Linked DNA regions of Mus musculus: region 1 is linked to region 2. Evidence: chromatin contacts called from public promoter capture Hi-C data. All regions are on one chromosome and are shown on one strand. The core of a region is the stretch at or near the end of the contact, and the rest is flanking DNA. Distances in the headings are between cores, read along the strand shown. Region 1 holds the start of Mtpn (myotrophin). Region 2 holds the start of Pot1a (protection of telomeres 1A).

Region 1 (7,346 bases), core at 1,268-3,767, 9.7 Mb after region 2:
TTTATTGAAATCATAGCTAAAAATCACAGTAAGGAAAGACGTTCTTACTAAGAACATATGCTTTTAATGTGTTATAGGGTTATACTGGAGATATTAAGATTTAAAAGAACAGAGCATTTACTGTCCAGAGGCTCTGGGCCTAATGAAGAACAGATACTCTGCAAAATCACAATGAGAAACAGGATAAGAAGCTTCACTTCCTTTCAAGGTGAGGTGTTGGGAGTTTTTGTTTGCTTGTTTGTTTTGGGTTTTGGTTTTTGTTTGTTTTTGGAAGAGGTGATATTTAGGTTAAGAGGACAAACATGAATTCATGAGCTTGGAGGCTAACTGGTGAAGCTTACTTGGTCAAATGTAAGCGTACATGGACAAAGCTACTTAAAGAAATACAAGTGAGGGTCTGGAGTACAGCTTTCAGATAGGGAAGAAAAAGAATTGTTCAACACAACACAATGTCCCAGTAGACCAAAAGATAGAGTTGGAAGTGATATAGAGTCAAAAGCATCTATCATCAAGTTAGAGAAGGAAGTTCACTGAGAAAAAAAATATGCTTAAAATAAACACTGATCCCTTCAGCTAACTATTGAAGATGACCAGGATGGGGGTGGGCAAACCAAATCAAGAAAATACAGGGGGTGGGGTGGGGTGGGGTGGGGAATAGGAAACAGCAGCAACTAACTTCAAGTCATGCTGAGACTGGAGAGTGAAGCAAGGTAGTCTTGATAAACCTCAGCTATGCAGGACAATCACCCAATTTCCACTTTGGATGAATGGTTCAGTCATGAAGTTGTAAGTTAACATATTGACAACAGAAACAATTTCATGCATGTTATTTTTGTAACTGTAAATTCTTTATTAATGTTTTGTATTTTAAATCCCCTATGTTTGAGCAGGGGCTGGAAAAACAAGAGCCACTCACTTTGAGACAATCGTGTGTTGTTCCACTACTGGTTGATGTATTTTTCTATAACTCTACATTGAAGAGACGGTAGTTCAGGTTTCTATTTGTTACTAGCTAAGGTAGTCAGAAGGTAGCTTGCCTTAAACATCCATTACAATCAACTAAGCAGATCAAATACATGTGAAAAGTCTAAATTATAAGGCATCAAGTGGAGAAAAAACTATCATCCTTGTACAATCCTGTAGTTAAAAACAAACAAACTAACCAACCAATCAACCTGCTTCTGCCTGTTTCCTAAAACAAGTCCTGTGAGGCAGGATGCCACCGCTCACACCTTTTAAGATTTAAAATCTTGACCGCAGGCTCACACTTTTTGAAGAGGACCAAGATGTTCACAGTTGTCACAAAATTCTACTTTCGGAAAATAATAATAATAATAATAATAATAATAATAAAACTATAGAAGTTCTCCTTACAATTACAAAAGGAGCAATTTAAGACCCAAAGGCAGGCCAGGTCAGAACTTTCCAAGTACCTCCAAGTATGGTTTTGAATTTGGGTTTCTTAACCATATCCCAAACATAGCGTGATCAGACTGCAGTACTATTTACTACACACGCGCGCGGACTTCAGATGAAATAATGGAGTACCCCAAGTTAAAAGGCTTTTTGAAAACTACTCCGATTTCCCAACACCCCAGATGCCAAATGGCAACCTTACCACTCGAAGCAAACGATACACACACATACACATATTATGTGGTGGTGGTGGAGAGGAAAAAGGCCACACCCAAGTTAAAGACTTTCAGAGCGAAGTGACACCAAGTTTCAGAAATTTAACTATGGCTATTTTGGGGCAGCTCATTTCACGGGTGACGGATCCTCTGAATCCTCCCCATCTCCACCAGGCCGCACGTTCAGGAAATCGTTCCCGATTCGAACTGCTCGGGTTTCCTTCTCAGGAACCCGGTGCGAGGCCAAGATGGAGAAATGCCTCATTCAAAGATTGCAGTACCCGGGGTATTAGAGGGCCGGCCCGTGCCGATCGAGGGAGACAACCAGGCGCCCGTTACCTGCGGGGCTGGGACAGGCCACAGCCGCCTTAGCAACAACACAGCGGTTACCTGGCACCGAGGAGCCACCCAGATCCAGGCCCTGCGGCGTCCACGAGTCTCCCAAGCTGGCCCAGCTCCCGGTGTCCCCCACGCCCTGGGCTTCACGACCACCCACCCCGCCGCAGCGCAGCATCAGCGCCGCGCATCCCCGCTCACCTTAGCCACATAGTCCTTCACCTCATCCAAGTCTCCGTTTTTCAGGGCCCACATGAACTCCTTGTCGCACATGACTGCAGCGGGGTGGGCCGGCGGGCCGGGCAGGAGCGGCGATTAGGCCCGACGAGGGGACACGAGAAAGCGACGCGCCTCAGGCCGCTGAGCGGGCGAGACTGCGGGTCGCGGCTACGGTTCGGGCGGGAGAAAGTTCTTCTGCAGCCGTTGGGCCCAGCAGAGCAGGTTCCGCCTAGCTGAGGAGAAGCAGGACGCTTACACTTCCGGTTCACGCCCCGCTAGGGCCCGCCTCCCACTTCCTCTTCCTCTTCCTCTCTCCAGAAAGCTCTGCTCGGGACCCCGCCCCGACTGCTTACCTCAGGAGAGCCACTTTTGCGCAGGCGCATTATCCTGGCCGGCCAAGGCAGAGTAGAGGCGTGGTTCCAATGGGCGGGGCCGTGAGGCTGAGTAGAATGTTCCTGGAGGTCAGGAAAATCAGGGGCTGAACCTGGGGAGGTGTTGGATGGGAGTAGGACACTCCAGTTCCACGACAGAGGGGAACGTTAGTTTCCAGGGCTCACTTTCTAATAATTCTAAAAATAACTAATAATAATAATAATAATAATAATAATAATAATAATAATAATAATGTGTTTAGATTCTCTCTCTCTTACTATCCCACTTTAAACTAGTAAAAGAGGAAAAACAAAAAACCAACCCACTCTCAAAACATTTTTATTGAGACTTTCATCTATGCATATAGTATGTTTTGAACAAATTCATTCCTGAATCCCTTCTCCACTTCACCACTACTTTTCCTTCACAACTTTATGTGACCTCTCTTCTTAAAACAAAACCAAAAACAAAAAACCAAAAACCAAATTTTCATTTACGTGTATGATAGTTTTGACAGAATATATACATTTATGTGAACCAATGTGTGCGAGTGCCCGAAGAGGCAAGAGGAAGCATAAAATCTGAGAGAGCTAGAGATACAGACAGCGGTGAGCCTTCATATGGGCCATGCTGGGAACCAAGCCGGGCTCCTCTGCGAGAGCAGCCAGTGCTCTTAACCTCTGAGCCATCTCTGCAGCAGTGCTCGGGTCTTGTGTTGAGCTCTCTGAACCCACTTAGCGCTTCCTGTTGAGTGCATACGTGTGGGACCTACTGGTTTGTTTTACCTTTAGGCATCAAACTCTATTCCTATTCTCATACATCAGTGGCTGGGTGGGGCTCTCTCCCTTGGTCTTTTCTCCTCTCTCTCCCACTACCACTCTTGGCCTTTCTTCTCCCTTTCCTCAACCATGCAGTTTCTTTGGGACATCCACCAGAAGGAAATAAAAAGGAAAGAATAAAACTTTTTTTTTCTCAGAAGGAAATCTTCAACACGTAGTTGAGACAACGGTGTCAGTAGGTTTATTTCTTTTTAATTGCATACGTACGTGCTTGTGTACAGATGCACTGATGTGGGCATGAGTGTGCATACGTGTAAACTCAGAGGACAACTTGTGGGAGAGTACTCTTATGTAGGTCCTAGTGACTGAATTTAGGTCACCATCGGGCTTTGTCACAAGCATCTTTCCTGGTTGAGCCATCTTGCCAACTCAACAACGTGAATTATGTACATTTACTTTCTATGGTGGAAAATACTTAAGTGTGTGATGGCAATTAAAAACTAGGAGCTTTTCCTGACCAACAAATGACCGCTAACAAACATGCGTAGCATCATTAAAAATTTGTGTGGTTTAAGAAGCACTCACTTTTTATTTGATTTGTAGCAAACAGAACTGTTTTTCTGAAGCCAGTTTTGTTCTTAGAATTTGGCTGAAACATCTTAGAATTCAACCACCTGGTGAATTCTATCTTACAATCCTAATGATTCAAATTTATGTATATACCCAAGAACACTGAGAAAAAATTCCTACTAGAACTATTATGTATATAGGCTATTATTCATTATTCGGTAAACAAATAAACCAAACTAATTTATTTCTGCACCACAAAATACAGAGGTTGGAAGCATACGGTGGAGTTTAATAGTTTTAAAGTATTGGGCATACTCTGGCTGGTTTTGTGTTCTGACCAGCAAGTTGTTTAACCCTTTTTCTTAAAATTTTGTAGCAAAATGATGCTGTCTGGTGAGTACACATTTGTTATCATTGAACAGCAATAGATAAAGACTTCACACACACACACACACAAAAACTCTGAATAGTTAAAAGCAGCTTACATTGTTACTGTATTTAATTCTGACGGTTGAGAATACAAATCGACACCTTTCTGGAAGGAAACTTCAGTTCAAAAAAAAAATGTGAGGTGAAGTTTGGTTCCTCACAAACCTACCCCAGTGATGTCCAAGTTATAGGACATGGCAGGTCTTGGTTCAGCACTAAGCAAGACTATCCCCATGTGACCTACTCTTACCGTCAGCATTTCATTTGAGTGTCTTAAGCTTAGTATATTTAAGTATATTATATCTTGTTTTATAGATTCGAAACTTAGCTAACTCTACATACCCCATGGTTCTATAAATAGCTTCACTGACCACCCAGTCACCCAAACCAGAAACATGAACATCACAATAGCTCCAGCTATTCCCAACTTTTTCCTAACCCAACTGTCAAAGGCCCTCGACATACTTCAAAGTTGGTTGACTTCCTGTAGAGTTCATTATTGATCCCTACAGTCACCCGAGCAGACAGAGCTGGCCTTTTGGCCAATCTCATTTTTATTTTCACTGTGTTCCAGGTGATTTCTCACCATTCTGATTTTTCACTGTTTTAAGCACAAACAGAGCATCCACTCCTTGTTCTAAGCGTTTAGTAGGTTCCTAATATATGTTCTGTTTGTCCATCAGATCAGGGCCCTCTGTAATCTCCCCTGGGCAATCCTAACCCACGACATTCCCTTAACCACTGCTTCTCGAGTTTCCACATATCTTACCTTCTGTCATTTTCAGAAAAAGCCAGCCTATGGCTTCTATGTATCTTATTTCCTGTTTAAGATTCTCTTTTAAATCTTGCTGTTTCTTTTTAATCTTTGAGATCTACATGCAAATTTTACCTTTAAGTGAGGCTTCTAAAACTACTTATTTCAATCCTATATCATATTTTTTTCAATTTTCATCTTTTTTATTTACCTATTTTGAAAGGACTTTGTGGGTATTCAATAAATGATGATTTTTGTCTGTCTGTATGCAAGAGAGGATTGCTCTTCTTGAATTCTTTGTAGTCGAGTGATTTCATGTAACTAATTTTGGCCTATTACTGCGAATTCAAGTGACATTAGTCATCACTCGGCTGTCTAGTTCAAGACTTTCTAGAACCCAGTTTTTCCTTCTGCTGTAGCAATGGGCAACATTCAAGACAAGGATGACATAGACAGCCGGGGGTCCTTAAAGAGCATTTGCTCAGAGATGGCCTCATCCTTTGATGAATATGTAGTATGAGTGAGATAATTTGTTGTTTCAACCACTGAGACTTGGATATTTACTCCTGGAGCAGCACTGAGTCAGTCTTGATTAGTTAAACAATTCCCAGTTTGGGGAAGGAGTGAATAAAGCCAGTGAACTTTGACTTAGGAATCAGGTAGTACATAGAAAAGGAAATGACAGAAGCTGTGAGAATGGTGATTCACGTTCATAGGAGCAAAAGATTAGGAAAGACTCTCAGGGCATGGGGACGCCTGGAGGCAGATAATGCAATCCATATGCTTGTGGCTGAAGTGGAAGAGGCTGGAAATGGAACCCAGCTCTCCATGTTGGTAAATAGTGATAAATAAATTACACAAAACAGTACAGGAAAAGATCAGCTTAGAAAATAACTGTCCAGTTTGCAAATAAGCGTGCAAGTGAGCTAAGCGATACCTCAGTAGTTAAGATGAGTACTGTTCTTGGAGCAGGGAGTTTGGTTCCCAGCATCCACATTGGATGGCCTAGAACTCAAGCTCTAGGGATCCAATACCCTCTTCTGTTCTCCACTGGCACTGGCACTCATGTGTACACACACACACACACACACACACACACACACACATGCACACACACACATAGTTAAAAATAAAATGTTTGGAAAATTAAATCAATTATAGGGAATCAAAAAAATGGAGCCAGGCGTGGTGCACACGCCTTTAATCCCAGCACTCGGGAGGCAGAGGCAGGAGGATTTCTGAGTTTGATGCTAGCCTGGTCTCCAAAGTGAGTTCCAGGACAGCCAGGGCTACACAGAGAAACTCTGTCTCGAAAAACCAACAACAACAACAACAACAAAAAGGTAAAGATATGAACAACTCGAACAAACAAGTGGTTTTCACTTTCCGCTATTAAAGACAGGTAAAAAGGGTGGAGAGAGAGAGAGAGAGAGAGAGAGAGAGAGAGAGAGAGAGAGAGGAGAGAGAGAGTGGAGAAAGAGAGGAGAGAGAGAGGAGAGAGAGAAGAGAGAGAGGAGAGAGAGAAGAGAGAGAACAAAACAAAGTCTGGTTAGAATGTAGCCTTGTGGACAGGATCTCCTTGTAGATTTAAGTAGTACTTCAGAGAAATGTTTCAGTAATGCAAAATAGTGCATGTATTGCCTGCCTAATAGGCTGAAAGAAACAAGAAGAAAGAAATGACAATGGCTTGGGGTTAAGGCCCTTGGATCAACTGTAGAAATAGCTGATTGACGTTCTGAAAGTGAGGCCAAAATACTTATATCAATCATATTTATAGGAAACTGTGGATAGTTTTGAAATGACTCAGGGCCTCTTTCTCAGGGTACAGAAAGTAGTTTGAGAAAGTTGCTTGATTTCTAAGGACCACATATTCTTCAATACTTATTCAAGATGACAAGTTAGATCATGGAAAAGAACCCTCCAGGAGGATATAGCTAAGAACTGCCAAAAAGCTATGGCACTGGAGGAGGAAGGTGCTGTGGATTAGAACTGGGGCCTAATCAAAGACCTTCCCTCCCCCCAAGGAGCTCCCTGCAATGCCTGGACAAGATTGCAAAACTGCCATAGACTATAATTGGTATCTCTATCCCATTCTTCCTCTTTCTGAATGCATGTGGCCATTGTGGTTATCATGTTCCCACACATATCTGTGTACTAGGTACAAGGAAAGGATACTTTGTTACTCAGGTCATGTGTCTCCAGATCAACAGAAGGCATACAAATCTTACTGTGAGGCCCTGGACTTTCAGCTTCACA
Region 2 (7,896 bases), core at 1,974-4,473:
ATATATGTGTAATATATATGTAATATTACCATAGATTTTAAAGCACTGAATTTATGGAGTTGTAGTAACAGTAGCAAAACACAAAAAGATATGTGTTCCCACATCTGACTGAGAATTACTATCAGAAATGTCTCTGCTTACCACACACACACACACACACACACACACACACACCCCTAGGGTGATGTAACTTTTGTTACCGATGTCTCTGACCAAGGGTTATTGCTCACAGTCTCTTCAGTAAGATGCTCATTTGCCTTTCAAACCTTGTGCTGCCTAGGCCTTGCTATACACTCACAGTTCCCCACGGTGTGCTTTCCATGTTGTAATGCTATGCTAGTCCTAAAGAAGCTTTATTAATCATCAGAGAATCTTTCTTATTGCTCATTTAGATCATTCCTTCCGGAAGTCAATATACTGTTGTCATATAAAATTTAAAATTTACTTGACAAAAATCAGAGGACCTAAAAATAAATATCACTTATAATTCAATTTTTAAACATACCTTTTAATTTAGATACTGAGAATGATGAAGTAAATCAACTTTCTAAAGCTTTGTCTTATCCTATATTATCTCTTCATAACAACAACAACAACAACAAACAAAGCTTGGTTTTAGAAAGTTTAAATGATAATTTAATAAAGAAAAAAGCTTACAAGCATGAAATGATATGCTCATAAACTAGGATACTGGACAGTCTGGCCAAATTAATACATAAAACACAAGTGCAATTTCAGTTTTGTTCTAGTTCAGTAACTAACTATTCTGTCAACTTAAAAACATCATTTACTCAAAAATACACACAAAATAAAGTATTTCATCACGAGTTTTCAAATTTCTTTTGGCTCTTAATTTTAATGATTCTTTGTAAACATCCACAAGAATATCTATTTTATTTATTGAAAAAACATTTAAAAGTAGACCCTATAATACCTCCCTCTCACATTAATATTCCAAACTTAATCATAACTAAGAAAGTTCCAACTTTCTGATGAGACAGAAATATAACAACTTTATTCATACAAGAGTCATCATAAAACTATGGGTATAAACTATGAAAACATGGTTACTTAATGTATAATGATTCAGAAATAAAGATGTAAAGTTTCTACTCAGGTAAAATGCTAGGAAGAACAACAAATGGTTGGATAACTTACAAGTTCCAAACCCTTCTTTGACCCACCAGAGGAAACACAGGACAATAAACTATCAGAGAGCTGAGTGAAAGAAGAGAGGTATGTGCTTGTTAAAAGCACAAAGCAAATGACAGATACTAACATTTGTGAGAAAACTTATCAGACATTTTTAATGGACTGTAAAGGCCAACAATGGGCTGTGCAATTGTACAGGGCACTTAGGAGCACCAAGGGAATCAGTCATTCACAAGCTCTTCACAGACCTGAGAAAGTCAAGACCAAGGGGAAGACAATAGCACAGCAGAAAGGCAGGTGCCTTGGGTGACTCTTTCCCCCTTATTTTTCATCAGAGCAATGGCCTAACAATAGAGGAGTTGAGTGACAAGCCTCTGAGTTTGGTGGAAACCCACTGTGGCTGGCAAAGAGAACAACAACCAACCAAACCAACCAAACCAACCAAACAAACAAACAAAACAAAAAGCATTCAACTTCTTTTTGGAACACAGAAGTAAGTCAAAATCTATACTTAGGGACAGATTGAGATAGCCCGAGACAGCTCTCTCCAATATCCAAACCTGAACTCTGGGCACAAGACTGTGTCTCCTCTCCTCTTGCCCAGCATAGTTGAGAATTTAAAACAGTTAAGTTTCCTGAACTCACTGACCCTCTATTCTAATTGTTCTGCATTTTATCTCATCATGTCTGAAACAGGCTGTCTAAATTCAAATACCATCTCTGCCATCTATTAGCTATCTGATCTCAGGAAAATTACTTAACCTTTCTGAAATACAGCACCTTTGTCTATATAGGTAAGCTATAAAGCATCAATGTCACAAGTCTTTGTGATAATTAAACAAACTAACATACACACAACACCAAAATGCCATACAACAGAAAAAAAATACTAAATTGTACTGTTCACTTAGCATTAAATGACTATTTTTTCCTAACCTTTCTATCACTAATTCAAATCTTTATCAACTCTTACATTCATTGCTGTCCTTACCTAATTGGATTTTCTCCCTTTAAGCTTTCTATATCCTATATATTCTTTGTACAGGAGGCAGAGGAGGTTCCTCTATATGTCTTTCTCCTGCTAACATCTAGTATGAAATTAACAGTTTTACAACAGCATCCAAATTCTTCAGCATACACGACTGTCAAAAAGGTTAAATACACTGTGTCACACTGAAAGTCTCAGTTTTAATTTCTTAATCTAACATATGAAACCAAAAAGCTATCTCATGTTCACATATCATACTGCTACACATTACTAATTGGAATTAATAATGGTCAGATATATTTATCTTGGACCTTAGAAACGTTTTCCATTGTATCATAAAATAATATGCTCGTTATGTGACTGCTGGAAAACTGTAAACTGATATATTCAGTCTCAGTTGTAACTGTAAAAATAAAAACCAATCTCTTACAAAGATACGAAATATAAAGTATGGGTATTCCTTCTCGGAGGAAAATGTTTTCTGAGTTAACAACCTTCTTAGCTGGATTTCCACTTAGCTTTTGTATTTAAAAAACTTCTAAGATTTTAGATGTTACAATTTCACCAACTTCACCTTGGTATCTTAAAATGTTGGACGTGGGGGCGGGAGATAAGCACGGGTTTTATTCTTTAACCCCTTTGTCAATGAAAATATTGTGTACGCACACTGTACCAAAAAGCTTCCTGATTTCAAAACTGGCATTGGTTGCCTCCTCCCTCAAACTCGTAAATATCCTAAGAGAAACTTGCAATTGATGTTAATCTGTGAACTCTAGGTTGAAACTTCTCAAACTCCTTGCCTGGGCTACTCAATAGCATCGCTGCTTAACGAATAGAGACCAACCGTCCCCAAAACACTCAGCAGCATGAGGGAGGACTTGGATCTGTTCACGTCTCTTCCCGATAGGGATCGGTCAACACTAACAGTACGTGTAACAGCATTTCTGCAAATCTGCACCAAATTTTGCAGTGAAGAGTCCTCGTTATATTTACCCAGGGTCGGCCCGCAGCGAAACCCAAACCTCCCCAAATTCACTCACCAGCAAAACCCGCGGACAACTAAAGTCTGGACCTAGGCGCCTGTGACGTCATGCACGCGCGCGGGCGCGAGCAGCTTAGTTCACGCATGCGTACTCCGCTAGAATTGCAGTGTGGCTGGCCGGGAACTCCCGGGTAAACAAGAAGAGGAAGAAGAGGGCGGAGCCACAGCAAGCTGTGTCTCAGCCACCAAGGCTGCTTGCCCCTCCGCTCCTTGGCTCACGCGGATTTCCGGTTGCCCAAAGGAGACAATCCCCAGCCTGCAGGGCGAGCCGGACCAGTTTAGGATCAGCCATTAAAGGCTAGCCACACAATCCAAAATAAGAGTCTTAAATCCTGTAGCAAGTGAGAACTCTATTCTAAACCAGGCTGGTTCCAGATTCCATTCTGTCGACTGGAAGCCCCTGACGCTAAAGCTTTTATTCTAAGTTAAACATTCAAATACGACTTTTCCAAGGCTATAAATACATGATGGTGATGATGTTATTTGTTTTATAGCACTTTGGTGACATCTGGGGTATTTTCAGGTAAACTGAAGAACCTTGCCATTATTTTCTAAAGCTTTCTTCTCTTTCCCCACTCCCCGTGTTCATAAAATATAAGTGAACCAGGAATAACAACTAAAGTGGAATTCAAGGACTGCCCATTAGAGGAGTATAATAAGGCCCAGATCCATACTGTTAGTCACTTCACACAGTTGTGAAATACTATTTATCCGCTAAGTTTAGCCACTGTATGGATTTTGGATCCTGTGCACTTTGGTTGAGAGCAGGGAACCGGAAGATTCTTCTAACTCCAGCTGAGGTCCTGGAGGCAGCAACTTTGGCAATAAGCAAGCAGGGAATCAGAGAAATTAACAAGAACCATCAACCAAACTGGTGACATACTGGTCAAGAGAACCGTTATTGCTGGTGATAGCTTCATTATAATAACGGGTTAACATTCTTCGGGAGTGGGAGGAACAAACATAAGCATACTTTGAAGCTTATTTCAAGTGGCTTGTGAACAAAGTCCCCCTTTCCCAGGAAGAACAACCCTTTTTCTGAGTGAAATGCACAATTGTTGTTTTACGAATTCCCGGTCTGTTAAATAAGCTGCTGTACTTGTGTTTTTCACAAAGCGTTGCTTTCGCTTCAGAATTAATCCCCCATCTGATCTGTGTCTGACTTCAGACAAAGCCTATACCCAGTTGGTGCCACATTCACTTCCACCACAGTCAAATCCCGTCTATCCTCCTAGTGCATGGTCATGTTCTCCTCATTACTTTCTCTCAGTATTTAAACACATTCTTCTACATTTGAAGTTTACTAGGAGCAGGGATAACGGTTCTATTTTACAGCCAAGACTGTATATAATGGCTGCTAGCTTTAGGAGCTAAATATTCATTGGATGAACAATACTCCAGGGAAAAACATGTTTCTTTTCTTACCTTTAACATCAGCCTTTCCATCCTTCCCAAACCCCCAGCTGATTACATGGAAATGTTCCTTAACTAAAACAGGAATACTCTGTGTTGCTAAGCCAAAAGGAGATACTTAGTCTCAAGAAGTTTTTTACTAAGTCCAAAAGCACTGTGGTTTTATTGTCAAAATTTGTAAACTCATCTTATTAGCCAAGGATTTTCCCAAGTTGTGTGAGTTTTCGTTCTTTATTTAAATTATTTTTTACAATAAAAAATACAATTACATCATTTAGCTTCTTTTTTTTTCAATCCAACTACACCCACTTATGGCCACTCCTCACTCTTCAATTTCATGTTTTTTTTTTCCTTAAGTACATACATTCCTTAAGTACATACATACATACATACACACACACACACACACACACACACACACACACACACAGAGCATATACCTTAAAAAGATGTTCCTCATCAAGAAATGTTTAAGATGAGATTCCCACTGATCAATAATGAACAACAGATTTGGGATGGGGATTTTATCAGATGATACATGAAGCAGTCACTGAGTCACTGTAGTTGTTATGGGTAAAGATTCCATGAGATTCCTCCTTTCCACATTAGTCTCTGTACTGACAATGTAATTAATCCTGTCTTGTTTAGACAGCCATATTGTTGATGTATCACAGGGGTAGCTTCCAAGTCATTTCTAGGAGACACAAATCTCACAGCTGACTTCCTGGTCCGAAGGCCTTTATAATCATGCCACTCTCTCCTCAGATGTTATCTAAGACTTCCATATGGGGGTTGTGCTATAGATGCATCCACTGGGGTTGCATAGCCCAGGATCAGTTATTTTCTAAATTTTGGCCATAAGTGGATTAAAAGTAATATTTTTGCTTTATCCCTTACCAACTCAATTATTTAACTTTTTTTCCTCTTCCTCTCTTTATCACATACATATACACATACTACAAGATCTAATGAAGATGTGTGCCACAAGTATACATATATGATTAGTTAGTTACTTGTTATAGTGGTTATTCTCAATGTTTCAAGGATATAAATACTTTCTACAAACTAGATATTTTTAATCCTGATTTGTTTCATGATCTCCCTTTTTATAGCAGAGTTTGGGATGCATCTGACTCCAGAGCCTGTATTGTATTTCCTCATATCAAAAATTAATTTGTATTTGAACATGAATGATAATATTTTTTATTTATAAGTAATAAAATAATACATTTTGAAATAATAAAAGGACCCCTTGAATTAACTAGAACCTAAACAATCAGTTTCTGGTTTCCTTTGCCAATTAAAACAGCTTAGAACAGTTATTTTGATTTTAATAATTAATGCATTAACTGTTACAAGTCATGATTTTTGAATATATTAAAATGTTTTAATGAGCATCAGAAGTGGACTGGGAGTTTTATTAGATAATAATGAATATAAAGAGTCAATGCAGTTACTATAAGCAATAAATGAAAGATGAAAAATATTGATTTAAAACTGGCATTAGAAGACGTAGTCTTCTTACATCTTAGTAATTGATTCAAATTGATTTTCAGGACTTGTGAGACTATTGATATTGAAGTCAGTCATCAACAATTCAATACGTGGAATATTTTTTTTACATTTTGATATTTTTTGCATGTCCTATATGCAGAATGCCTATTCTACAATCTACTATCATCAAGTTATGTCCTTAAAGCATGACAATATCATCTTGTACTTAAACCTATGATTGTTCTAGCAATAGTTTTTAAGACTTATTCTTCAAATGTAACTTGGGTCTGAAATTTACTGTTCAGCCAAGCCTGTGCTGGAACTTGCAATCTTCCCCAGCATAGCCTTTTGGCATCTGAGAATACCGATCTGTAGAGCTATAGCATGCTGGGCACATGAGCTTGTTGTAACTTCCTATAATTCCTCATATGCACATACATGACTGTCTGTGTCTGATTCAAGACACCATCCCCACTGAACTTTTGCTTCACAGATGCTATATTTTTGGTAATTAATCAGACTTCTGTGTGTGCTATGAATATTTTTCATTTCTGTGATTTGATGCGACTAGATACAGACTAAAGTTATGATCACCAATATTTAGAACTGTTTGCTTGTGGCATGTCATCTTCATTTTTCTCAGAAATTTTAAAATCACAACTATTTGATCAGTATGTCTAGTTCTTTTGAAAATACAGAAATGTTCTTTTTTAAAAATCATCTCACTGGAGCAGTTAATCTAATTATTCCAGGTATTTGACTACCTCTTTCAGAGTGTGAGAAAGCTGTCAAGGCTTGTCAGGGAATTTAATGACCTGCTGTTAAAACACTGTATTGGCTGTTTCCCTAAGACTGTGTGGAAGGCCAAGGCTTATATTAACAACACAGCAAAAATGGTTGCCTTTCTCTTCAAATTACACTCTCCTTGGCCCCTTTCACCCTCATCACAATTTATTTTGTGTGTGTACATGTATGTGTGTGTAAGAGAGAGAGAAAGAGAGAGAGAGAGAAGCACTTATCTGAAGTTTATCTGTCCCCTTATTTTATTTGATCTTTTTTGTTTGTTTGTTTGTTTTTTGCTTTTCATTAATTCAAACAACATTTTAGTGAATACTTTTTAATTGAAAATAATTTTTGTATCAAATATTAGCTTAAAATTAATTCTCTCCACCAAATCAAATTGCTTTCCTCTCTTTATTTGTATAGACACTCAGAAACTATATTCATGAAATAATAATATTAACTTGTTATTGTTGAGTGGTCAATTGTTGACTGTTTTATTTAATTTACAAAATTACTGTTTTCATTATTTAGCCACATAATTAATGTTAAGTGAGCCAATATAGTTTTGAAGTTTTCTTTTATTTCAGCTCACTTTACCATTAAGATTATCTGATAGCCAAATATACATTTTATATATTTATGAAGCTCATATTCTACATCTATAATATACATTCACTCCATACATAGAGCTCTAACCATGCACTCACACTATTATTACAGCTTTATCATGCTCATACTGACTATAAGGTGGACCCAATTGATCCCTTGAACAAACCAAACTGTGTTGAACATTAATTAAGAATGGTAATTTTGTGTTATTTCTCTGCTACATGTACTTCTTGACTTTTAGTAATTAATTCAGTTGTTGGTTCAGTTCACTCAACCAGTGAGCACCACTTATCAGATCTAACTTATTATGCCTGATTACTTCAAATACAGAAGCAGTTTCTTAGCCACACATTGGACTGTGTGCATGGCTATCTGACTATATTTGACACTAAAATTACTCAGACAACTTGCAGCA

Evidence for each region. Promoter capture Hi-C pulls out the DNA fragments that hold promoters and counts their contacts.
Region 1: a promoter capture Hi-C map of pre-B cells shows a contact between it and region 2, with 2.7 times the contacts expected there. The contact joins the promoter of Mtpn here to the promoter of Pot1a in region 2. A contact is called at or near these places in 2 of 39 promoter capture datasets (cranial neural crest and pre-B cells) and 1 of 484 Hi-C or Micro-C datasets (CD4 T cells).

What each region holds. Positions count from the first base shown.
Region 1 is chr6:35,537,371-35,544,716 of GRCm38.p6, forward strand. It overlaps Mtpn (myotrophin), which reads right to left and starts at 2,518. Exons shown (of 4, transcript NM_008098.4): 1 at 2,169-2,518. The coding sequence starts at 2,240.
Region 2 is chr6:25,805,995-25,813,890 of GRCm38.p6, forward strand. It overlaps Pot1a (protection of telomeres 1A), which reads right to left and starts at 3,224. Exons shown (of 18, transcript NM_133931.5): 1 at 3,181-3,224.